Linked DNA regions of Zea mays: region 1 is linked to region 2. A link is a contact called in public Hi-C data. All regions are on one chromosome and are shown on one strand. The core of a region is the stretch at or near the end of the contact, and the rest is flanking DNA. Distances in the headings are between cores, read along the strand shown.

What was found. A called contact is a pair of places that touch in the nucleus more often than the background predicts.
Region 1: a contact with region 2 is called in a Hi-C map of root tip, with 6 times the contacts expected there. The contact joins the promoter of LOC100280436 here to the promoter of LOC541851 in region 2. A contact is called at or near these places in 16 of 25 Hi-C or Micro-C datasets (bundle sheath, ear, endosperm and 6 more) and 1 of 3 datasets of contacts at active chromatin or transcription factors (seedling).

Annotation. Positions count from the first base shown.
Region 1 is chr8:80,579,276-80,584,856 of Zm-B73-REFERENCE-NAM-5.0, forward strand. LOC100280436 reads right to left here and starts at 1,428. Exons shown (of 1, transcript NM_001153357.2): 1 at 285-1,428. The coding sequence starts at 1,308. The coding sequence ends at 571.
Region 2 is chr8:80,227,649-80,233,049 of Zm-B73-REFERENCE-NAM-5.0, forward strand. It overlaps LOC541851 (calcium exchanger 1), which reads right to left and starts at 2,332. Exons shown (of 11, transcript NM_001111529.2): 1 at 1,666-2,332; 2 at 304-371; 3 at 182-210; 4 at 1-93. The coding sequence starts at 2,100.

The sequences.
Region 1 (5,581 bases), core at 178-2,677, 350 kb after region 2:
CATCTGACTGCGGCCCACCAAAGGTATTAGTGAGCCCAGGCCATCATGTAGCGCTGGGCCCAGTTCCAGCCCAAGAATGTTTATTTTAGCTCCTTCGATTATCACAAAAATCACACCTTTTCTCTCTCAGCTATAAAACTGGATTTTTTAGCTGTGATGATTTGTTTTTAGATGCCTCTCTGTTCTGTTCTGTTCTGTTCTGTTCTGTTCTGTTATGTAGGCTGCTGATGAATATATAGCAGCGATAAAAATCCAATCATCCAACTGAAATGAACTGATCAATTGGCTGTCTGCTGTACTCGATCGTGTGTATATATATAGATATAGATACAATCTGCTTGACTGATTGGGCTCAAAATTGGAAGAACAAAATTAAAAAACAAAAAAGAAGAAGAGGGAGGAGGATCCTCTCGTACGTAGTAGTCGTCGTCTTCATCGTCATCATCTCCAACCTCGGAATCAGGCAATTGCTTCAGTAGTAGTTAATTAACAATCCAATCATCACTCAGTAAATAAGTCAGCGCTACTACGTACGTACGTACATAGGAACGAACAGATGGGTGGATAGAGTCAGTTATCGTTTGGTGTTTTGTTCTTGTTCTTGTCCAGGTCCGTTGCATAGTAGTTGCAGGTGATGAAGACGCCGCCCTTGAAGCACTCGGCTCGTGCGCAGCCGACCTTGGTGCTCCTCTTGCCGACCATGAGCGCGAAGTGGCCGCACTCCTTGAAGACCTTGCCGTACTTGCACTTCTCCTTGTCCTTGTCGTAGATGGCCTCCTCCTTGCCCCACCAGAAGACGGCCTCCCTGGCGGTGGCGTTCCAGTCGTCGTAGCTCCTGAACACGCTCTCGCCGTACTCGTGGCCGCTGTGGAGGATCTGGCAGTCCTTGCGCATGGCGTTGGACCAGCGCCGCGCCTGCCGCGCCAGCTGGTTGTCCCACTTCATGGGCGGCACGCCGTAGCGCGCGCGGAGCTCGTTGTGGGCGTCCACGAACTCCCGGGCGATGCCCCTGTACCACCCCGTGCCGTTGGTCGGGGACACCAGACCCTTCTCCTTGGCGTACTTGAGCATCTCCTGCTGGACGACCTTCTCCGCCGCGTACGCCTTCTCCTTGGCCAGCTGCCGCTCTTTCTCCTTGTTCTCGTCTTCCGGCGGGGCTTGCTGCTCGCTGCCGCCGCTTGTCTCATCACTCTCAGGAGGTGAGTGCAGAAGCGAGGACGAGGAGGACAGGGCGGCGGAGGGGAGGACGACGAAGGCGACGAGGAGGAGCAGTGCTGCCATGCCGCTGCTGGTGGGCAGGCGGGCCATGCTGCAGGTTATGGTGGTTAGGAACGCCCTCCTCTCTTGCCAACGTTGGAGTTGGGAAGGAGGGGGCCGGGGTCCGTCCGATCCGGCGTGACGGGAGAGCGCGAGGGTGACCGCGGGCGGCCGGCGGGGAGGAGTACTGTGAGGGCTCCCGGCCTGACCCTTTTAAGCATGCGTGTGCTTCCATTCTTGGCTCTGTGCTCTCCAAAAGATGGATGGCCATGGCAGTGCCATGGATGCAGACAAACCAGGAGCACCACCGCCCTTTTTTTGGCCATACTGATTGAGGTTGAGGCCGGCCTGCTGGCTATTTTCGCCTATATATCCAAGCATTATTAGCTAAGGACAAGCCAAGGGAGAACTAGTTCATGGATAGCTAGCTAGCTAGCTAGTGCAAGCAGTGTGTAGAATGAATCGAATGGCGTCACAAGTTGACTGTTTGTGTGTTCAAATTTTCGCCTATATATATATTCTGCTTTCACTGACCACGTCAACGTAACAAATCATTCAAATTTGCAGCCCAAGGATGATTGAAAATTTTAGGCGCGGCCTTCTTTGGATTGTGGGAATTGATTCCCTGCCTTCCAAATAACACCTCGTATTTTTATATCTAAAATAAAACAAATCGTCAATGTTCGATTGTAGCATCTATGTTTCATCAGGTTTAATGATCAACATTTCATCTCCTTCAACGTCAGTTTGGTACTGTTTACGTAGTGCAATTTCAACAAGATATAGGGATCAAGGTTCACAAAACCAGTTGCTTAGCAAAAACCACGCCGGGACCGATTAATCGCAATAAATCGGTAGAAACCGGCCAAATTCAAAATCAAACCAGTTCTTGAATTGAAACGGCTTGTCCATTGCTTAGCAACAAAATTGACCACATTCTTTCCTGCCTTCGAAAATGGGCTCGTATCAATCATATCCTTGTCTGCACCGTTTGTGGCTTCTCCTTCCTAGGAGGTGTTCTTTCAAACATGCATGGCACGTACACCCTCTTGGGAGGAGCCATCACTCGCCTCATACATGCCACCACTCGCACGAGCACATCTCCTAAGTTCTCCTCCTCTCTCGATGCATACAATGCAAACCGCAAACTCTTCATAGTTCTCATCGTATCGTTAGACTATTATGGCAATGATCCTAGGCTTCCTTTTGTGTGAGGTTTGATTGTCTATTTGTTTCCTCCTACGAGACGAACCTGCCAATGCCACCCTCCATACCTCCTCCGTTATCCTTGCTTTCCTTTTATCTTGGCCCTTGTCAATCTTCCACCGAAAAGTAATCGACAACGTCCAGCGGAATCAACACTGCGACAACCTTGCACATTCCCCGCACGTGATGCAAGGTGTTGTTTAAAACGTGTAGCCCCCTTCCCAATGTTTCTTGCAATACTTGCACTTGAATATGGGAAATATGTTGTCCTCCTGTGTTCCCAAACTAGACCGATATGATCTGACATCCCTAAAAATAGCAATAGTTTGAACTGTTATTACAATTATTATTAGCCTGTATTGCAAGTAGAAGTGGAAATTTAAAAGGGTTTGAAGCGAAAAGGGGGAAAACTACATAACCTAGCTCCTAGTCGGTGACTGATTTACCAGCATCTCAAATAAGGACGCAAATGTTTTCCAAGGACAGATCCGAGCGCGTCTGAAAACTAAAAGCACAAATGAGCGGAGTGGCGAAACTAAGGTCATGAATGTAAAATTCCATAATTTTTTGGGGTTAGATTCGGCACTGACGGAAGGCAGGTCCGCTGCGTGCGTGTACATGTACATATACGGGCTGACTTAATTTTGGATGCCAGCTGGTAATAAAGCAAAGAGACTAGTAGTTCGTTGTGTTCTTTATCCGAATATATACGCCATTCAAAGGGAAGCAGGAGAGGGACGAGCATGCAAATGCAAATAAGCTATCTAGCAGCTGTAAAGTAAATAAAGTAGCCGAAACGACAAGTATCTAGCTAATAAGATAGTTGCATGCATGCATCTAATACGACGACGACGACGGCAGCTAGCTGGTGGTGGGGTTGGGTTGCCCAGGATGTATGTAGAGAAAATTCCCTCTATGCCATTAGGGAAATTATACCAATTCCTTATGTGTCATTGGAAATTATAGCATTCCCTCTATGCCATCAGTTTTAGACTTTGTTTTCCTCTATGCCATCGCCGTCCATTCACTAATCGACGCCGTTACTTATGCACTTGGACCCACATATATAGCATTAACCCTCCAGTGCATGTTCCTCCCTTCCATCCTTCCCAAACCACGGCTCCGTGTGGTCCTCGCTGCCGCACGGCCACACCAGCCCAGCATCGCAAGAACGTCCTTCCACGCTGCTAGTGTTGTGCGCCAGCCCGGCCTTGTGTTGTGTCCTTCCACGCTGCTAGCCCGCGCAGGCGCGCAGCCGATCTGACACGTCCTCCCGCGCCGCCTCTTCGCTTTCCCGTGGGAGCGCGTTACGGTTGTGGCACTACCCACGACTGGTGCCGTTACAGCCGTCGCTACCCTGGCGCGCGATGGCTCAGGCAGGAGCAGTAGCAAACGTCGGCGCGCCCCCGCCGCGGCCATGGCATTTGCTCCACCGCGCCGCGGCCGGCTCACCCTCCTCATGAGTCCGCTCCGCCTCGCATGGCACGCCCTCCGCCTACGCCACGTGCTGCCAGTGTGCCCTTCGCATGCGCGGTGGCCCGCTTGCACTTGCACCCCGCCACGGCCGGCGCTGTTGCGCAGGCTTGCTCCCCCGTGTGCGGCCGGGCGCTAGGGACCCCTTGCGCTAGTCTAGGTGGCGCATGGCTGGCTGCCGACCCGCGGGCGGCAGCAGCCAGGCCGACGCTGGGCGACAGGGGCACGAGGCAAGCGGCACTGGGCATGTGCGGCGAGGGCGGCAGGAGGCAGTTGATGAATGAACAGAGACAGAGAAGGGAGGTAGAAGATAGTGAATGACAAATGTGCCCCATTTGCATAAGTAACGACGTCGATCAGTGAATGGGCGGCGATGGCATCAAGGGATTCAAAATCTAAAACCGATGGCATAGAGGGAATGTTACCATTTCCAGTGTCACATAAAGAATCAGTATAATTTCTAATGGCATAGAGGGAATTTTCTCATGTATGTACGTAGAGACCGATATATAGTTGGTTTTTAAAGGATTGATGGAGAAGGGTTAAACATCAGCTAATTGTACGTAAGTAAAACTGATAGCTTGGTTGGTCTAGCTAACTAGGTAAAAGTCTGAAACAAAACTCAACTCAAAGCCATCGATCGGGAAGGTAGCGCGACGCCGACGCATTAGTGCTCTCTGCATTAATTGCTTCCGCTTTGCTTGCTGATCCATCACACATCAGTCTCGGATGACAGGGACCTCAGCTTCCCCTCCCCCTCGTCCTCGTGTGGCAATGCATCCAAACGCGCAAACGCAAATGCAGTGCACTCCTCTGTCCCATCTATATTCCTCCATTCATCCACCGCTTGCAATTGCATGCCCAATGCGTACTACTACTACTACACTGTAGATGCACCATGCATGCATATACAGCGGGCCGTCTCTATTTTACATCTCGCAACAGCCGAGTCAAACTCAAACCTGGGAGATAGATCATCAACACGGATATATTCTATGGGTCGCCTGACAGACCCCGATAAGCAGTGCGTACTATCGGGCTGCATTCAGGTGAAACAAGATCAGACGAAACAAGATGACGCGGCGAGCGGGGAACAAACTCGAAGAATATGACACGAGAACACTATCCTACAACAGCACTGCACATGACTTTGGACAGCCACTCTTATTTTCTGTGACCACGGACACAACCACCAAATATATAGCCTTATTTTCGCAGACAACTGACACATCCGTCGAAAATAAAGCCTTATTTTCAGCGGCCGATCCCTGGCCACCGAAAATTAGGCGTTTTACAGCCGCTGCCAACCTTCTTCTTTCTTCTCTCTGTTTCTCTCACATGCACACCAGCACGCTCGCCGGCCGCCGCGTCCATCGCCGCCGCCGCCCCCGGCCCCGTCCCGGCTGCCCGCGAGCTCTACTCCCGCCACCACTCCACCGCCGAGCCCTTCTCAATCAAAAGATTATTTTTGTGTATTTTATTTCATATTTTCGGCAGCCGTTATTTAATTGCCACCAAAATTAGTATTATATATTTGTAATTATATTTGTTTGATTAGTGTGTGATTAGTATTATTGTTTAGTTCGATTTCATTAATGTATCTGTGGTATATGTGGTTAAGTAATTAGGTATATATTGTATTTGT
Region 2 (5,401 bases), core at 1,082-3,581:
ATTTCACCACCACTACCTTGCCTTGATAGAGTGCAAAGATCGCAATGATGACCTCTGTTACGTTTCCAAATGTTGCATTCAACAGTCCACCCACTGCAATTTACCCGGGCAGGTTAGGAAACAATGTAAAGGTTGTGGCCTGGATAAAAAAACTGAATCTGACAGTATTTATTTCTTTTACCAGTAGGCCCTATGTAAAACGCAACCTGCCTGCAACATTAACATATATTACATATATTAGAAAGATATCAATCAACAGGAGGTATCAAGAACACGGTATGATAACAAGCAGAACAAACTCACTCAGTCAGAAAGCTAAGTCGCTCAGCAAGAGGAACGAGACCGATCAAGCTAAGCACAAAGACCCATTCCTGTCGAGTTTCAAGAGAAAGCATGTGTTAAGAAACAGGAAGGGGAGATATGGGCATCATCATACACTGGGTACAAAGCATCACATGTTTCGATCAGTTTTAGTTTCCTCGGAATGCAATACTGAGATGGAGTCATATATATAGTTGTATCTTGTTGAAGTTAAGAAAACGATGGCGAGGTGGCAGTGGAACAAAAGAAGCGACACTCATTCAGTGTCTAGCAAGGTCATGTTTGTGGCAATCCAATATGCCCTTTTGTTTGCATGTCGTGTACTATGTGTTTGGATAGGGACAGAGAAGAACATTGTACGCGTGCAAGCATGTTCACATGCCCAGCAGGACCACACCACAGTGAAAGACGAAGTAGAAGCTTGTCCTGCTGCAAAAATTCATATCTCGTGGCAGGAATTACATATCATTGATATCTCATGGGAGGAATTACAAATCACTTCCCACTGTTGTTCCTAGCGAGAGCCTAAATCAATCTGCTGAGATGGAACTAAAACCTGAAGCCAACCTGTCGTGCTGCCAACTGTGTCGTCTGTTGGTGGTCATAGTGCGGTCAAAAGTCAAAACTGAAGGGGTAGAAGGAAGGAGAGTATTGGGTGACAGATGAAGAATAATACACCAGGTTCTGGTGAGTAGATGGGCAGTAGAGCAGGGCCGACAAGCTGTTAGATAGGATGTAGAGGAAGCTTGCTGATGCATGTGCTTGGCCGATTAGTTTAGTTGTGGTGCTATTTCATTCCATGATTCCATCTGTCAGGCCGAACAGAATTTGGCAGCAACAGGCTATCTAGCCCACATGGTCACATCACATGCATGTACTCTGAAATTCTAGCGATCATCAGAGCGCGAGTATGCTTCCCTGTTCATGCGTTGTGGTGGTGTATTTTCTTTGACTTTGATGGGTAGTTTATGCAACGGAACGTTACATATAGCTGCAGGGTTTGTTTATTGTTGTTTGGGACAAGGCCAATGTGTTTGGAAAGTGGCAGGTAGGCAGGCAGGCATAGATTGGTAAGAGGGAGGTGAGATGCAGAGCGGTGAGAATTGAGGCGGCACATGAAGTGATGCAATCTTGCCTCCTGGGCCTAGCTGGCCGCTGGTGCGATCAAAATGCTCTTTTTTTTTTCTATATGTACGTATAAGAGAGAAAAAAAATATGTGCGCGTTGAATGATGCAGAGGATATATAACAATCGAAGAATATGCCTAAATTCCGATCGAATTAAGAAATTAAAGGGGAAAAAAGATGCGATGACAGTAGGAGGAGGAGGAGGGAGAGGAGTTGCCTGGCCGAAGTGGAAGATTCGCGCGGCGATCGCGAGTAGAACGGCGGGGAAGAGGAGGGCGAGCTTGGTGGCGAGCAAAACCTCCTGGAGGTTGTCGAGGAGGCGTCGGAGCGGGGCGCAGGGGACCTTGCGGAGGAGCGCGAGGTCGGACTTCTTGCGGAGCGAGGAGGAGGACATGTTGTGGGCGGTGCGGTGGGCGATGTGGCGGGCGGTGGGCATCTCCTTGCCTGCGGCGTTGGCGGAAGAGGCGGACGCGGAGGCGGAGTCGAGGAGGGCAGCGGCGGCGGAGTCCATGCCGATGCGCCACCTCTGCTCCTCTGCGCCAACAGCGGCGCCGCCCCAGTAAGGAAGCGGGGGGCCGATGGCTGCGCTGGGGCTGCCGCTGGACCTGGTCCTGGTCCTGGTGTGTGGAGCTGGAGCCGCGGCTGCAGGCATCGCCTTGGCTTGGCTGCCGATCACGTACGTCCGGTGGGCCTCCCCCGTCAGTCACCCAGCTCCTAACCTCACCGTCACGGCGTCACCGTAAGTTGAGCTGGGAGGGTGGGTGTGCTTGTCTCGCGCCGCAGAAATCACATCACCATCACTGCAATGCAATGCAATTGGGCTGCTGCTGCTGCTTGCTTGCTGGAGAAAGAAGAAGGGCAGCTCAGCTGGGAGGAAGAGGAGGAGGGGGAAGGGAGGCAACCATGGACGTCGTCCACATGTATTGTACGTATATACTACTCGACAGCAGGCGGGTGAGATCGTGCTGGAACTGCAACTGGAATTGGGAATTCTCAAATTCTCACGGACTGATGGCTGTTTTCCCCCCGAATGGAGATCACTCCATTTATATTACTTTCATAACAGAAATACAACTGTTTTATCCACATCTAGATAAGCACTAGAGGCTAAACATAGAAGAGATACATCACAGAAACTGACCTGATTCAGGTCACACACACAAACAACAAGCTGTTCTAAAAATAAAACATATCAGAAACACAAACATCTAAGTTCCCACCACTGTTCACTCATAGTCAGAAACAGAAAACACTAAACATCAGAAACCCCAAAAGAGACTCAAAGACCATCCAACTCGATAGCTTCTCAGTGTCCACTGTCCTCACTCGACGTTTGCGAACTGATCCTTGCATTGGCAGCCTTCAACAGGAGCTTCGCGCCATCATGCAGCAAGTCCTAGAGTTCCTTCTTGCTTAAACCTGATCATATCATAATTAACGCACATGCATGACAAAAAAAATTCCACAGGTGAATTGATCACAGTGTTTTCAAAACAAGCTTTATTCCTTGCTTTCCATAAGGCCCAACAAATGGCGACAGCCCCGATAATTCCAATTTCTTTGGCATCATAGAGATTACAATTAAGCCACATCCAGCACTGCTCAAGATTATTTGGAACATAATCAGAATTGAAACATTTAGCTACACGCCCCCTCACTGATCTAGCAGTGTGACAAGTAAAAAACAAATGATTAGTCGACTTGAAATCCGGACAAAAACTACAAGAATTATCACATGTCCAATTTCTACTAATCAACTTCTCCTTAGTAAACAACACACTGTTTTCAAGAAACCACATGAAGACTTTGATTTTGGAGGAATTTTCCCTTTCCAAATATGATTGAAACAAGAACCATAGCCGTTATTGAAAGTCGCCTAGAGGGGGGTGAATAGGGCGAATCTGAAATTTATAAACTTAAGCACAACTACAAGCCGGGTTAGCGTTAGAAATATAAACGAGTCCGAGAGAGAGGGCGCAAAACAAATCGTGAGCAAATAAAGAGTGAGACACGATGATTTGTTTTACCGAGGTCCGGTTCTTGCAAACCTACTCCCCGTTGAGGTGGTCACAAAGACCGGGTCTCTTTCAACCCTTTCCCTCTCTCAAACGGTCACTTAGACCGAGTGAGCTTCTCTTCTCAATCAAACAGAACATAAAGTTCCCGCAAGGACCACCACACAATTGGTGTCTCTTGCCTTGGTTACAATTGAGTTTGATCACAAGAAGAATGAGAAAGAAAAGAAGCGATCCAAGCGCAAGAGCTCAAAAGAACACAAATGTCGCTCTCTCTAGTCACTATTTGATTTGGAGTGATTCCGGACTTGGGAGAGGATTTGATCTCTTTGGAGTGTCTAGAATTGAATGCTATAGCTCTTGTAATGTGTTGAAGGTTGGAAACTTGGATTGCCATTGAATGTGGGGTGGTTGGGGTATTTATAGCCCCAACCACCAAAATATGGTTGTTGGAAGGATGCTGTCGCATGGCGCACCGGACAGTCCGGTGCGCCACCGGACACTGTCCGGTGCGCCAGACAGTCCGGTGCGCCACCGGACACTGTCCGGTGCGCCAGCCACGTCAGCAGGCCGTTGGGGTTCGACCGTTGGAGCTCTGACTTGTGGGGCCTCTGGGCTGTCCGGTGGTGCACCAGACAGGTCCTGTAGACTGTCCAGTGCGCCAACTGCGCGTGCTCTGACTCTGGCGCGCACTGTAGCGCATTAAATGCGGTTGCAGTCGACCGTTGCGCGCGAAGTAGCCGTTGCTCCGCTGGCACACCGGACAGTCCGGTGAATTATAGCGGAGCGCCCTCTGAATTTCCCGAAGGTAGCGAGTTCAGCGTCGAGTGCCCTGGTGCACCGGACACTGTCCGGTGGCACACCGGACAGTCCGGTGCGCCAGACCAGGGTGCCTTTAGGTTGTCTTTTGCTCTCTTTGTTTGAACCCTTTCTTGGTCTTTTTATTGGCTTATTGTGAACCTTTGGCACCTGTAAAACTTATAGACTAGAGCAAACTAGTTAGTCCAATTATTTGTGTTGGGCAATTCAACCACCAAAATCAATTAGGAAAAAGGTGTAAGCCTAATTCCCTTTCAATCTCCCCCTTTTTGGTGATTGATGCCAACACAAACCAAAGCAAATATAGAAGTGCATAATTGAACTAGTTTACATAATTGTAAGTGCAAAGGTTACTTAGAATTGAGCCAATTTGGACCACGCTTGCACCACATGTTTTGTTTTTGCAAATTCTTTTGTAAATTCTTTTCAAAGTCTTTTTGCAAATAGTCAAAGGTAAATGAATAAGATTTTGAGAAGCATTTTCAAGATTTGAAATTTTCTCCCCCTATTTCAAATGCTTTTCCTTTGACTTAAACAAAAACTCCCTCTTAGTGAGATCTTCCTCTTAGTGTTCAAGAGGGTTTTAAGATACCAAATTTTGAAAATACTACTTTCTCCCCCTTTTGAATACAATAAGATGTCAATTGAAAAATTCATCATTTCAAGACTTTTTCTTAACTCAAATTTTGAAAATTGGTGGTGGTGCGGTCCTTTTGCTTTGGGCTAATACTTTCTCCCCCTTTGGCATGAATCGCCAAAAACGGATACTTGAGTGAAATATAAGCCCTTTAACTACTTTCTCCCCTTTGGCAAACAAAATATGAGTGAATATTATACCAAAGTTGGAGAGTTGCTCGAAGCAACGACGAAGGATGATTTGATGGAGTGGAGTGGAAGCCTTTGTCTTCGCCGAAGACTCGAATTCCTTTTCAATCTATGACTTGGTTTGAAATACTCTTGAAAACACATTAGTCATAGCATATAAAAGGGACATGATCAAAGGTATATTCATGAGCTATGTGTGCAAAACATCAAAAGAAATTCCTAGAATCAAGAATATTTAGCTCATGCCTAAGTTTGTTAAAAGTTTGTTCATCTAGTGGCTTGGTAAAGATATCG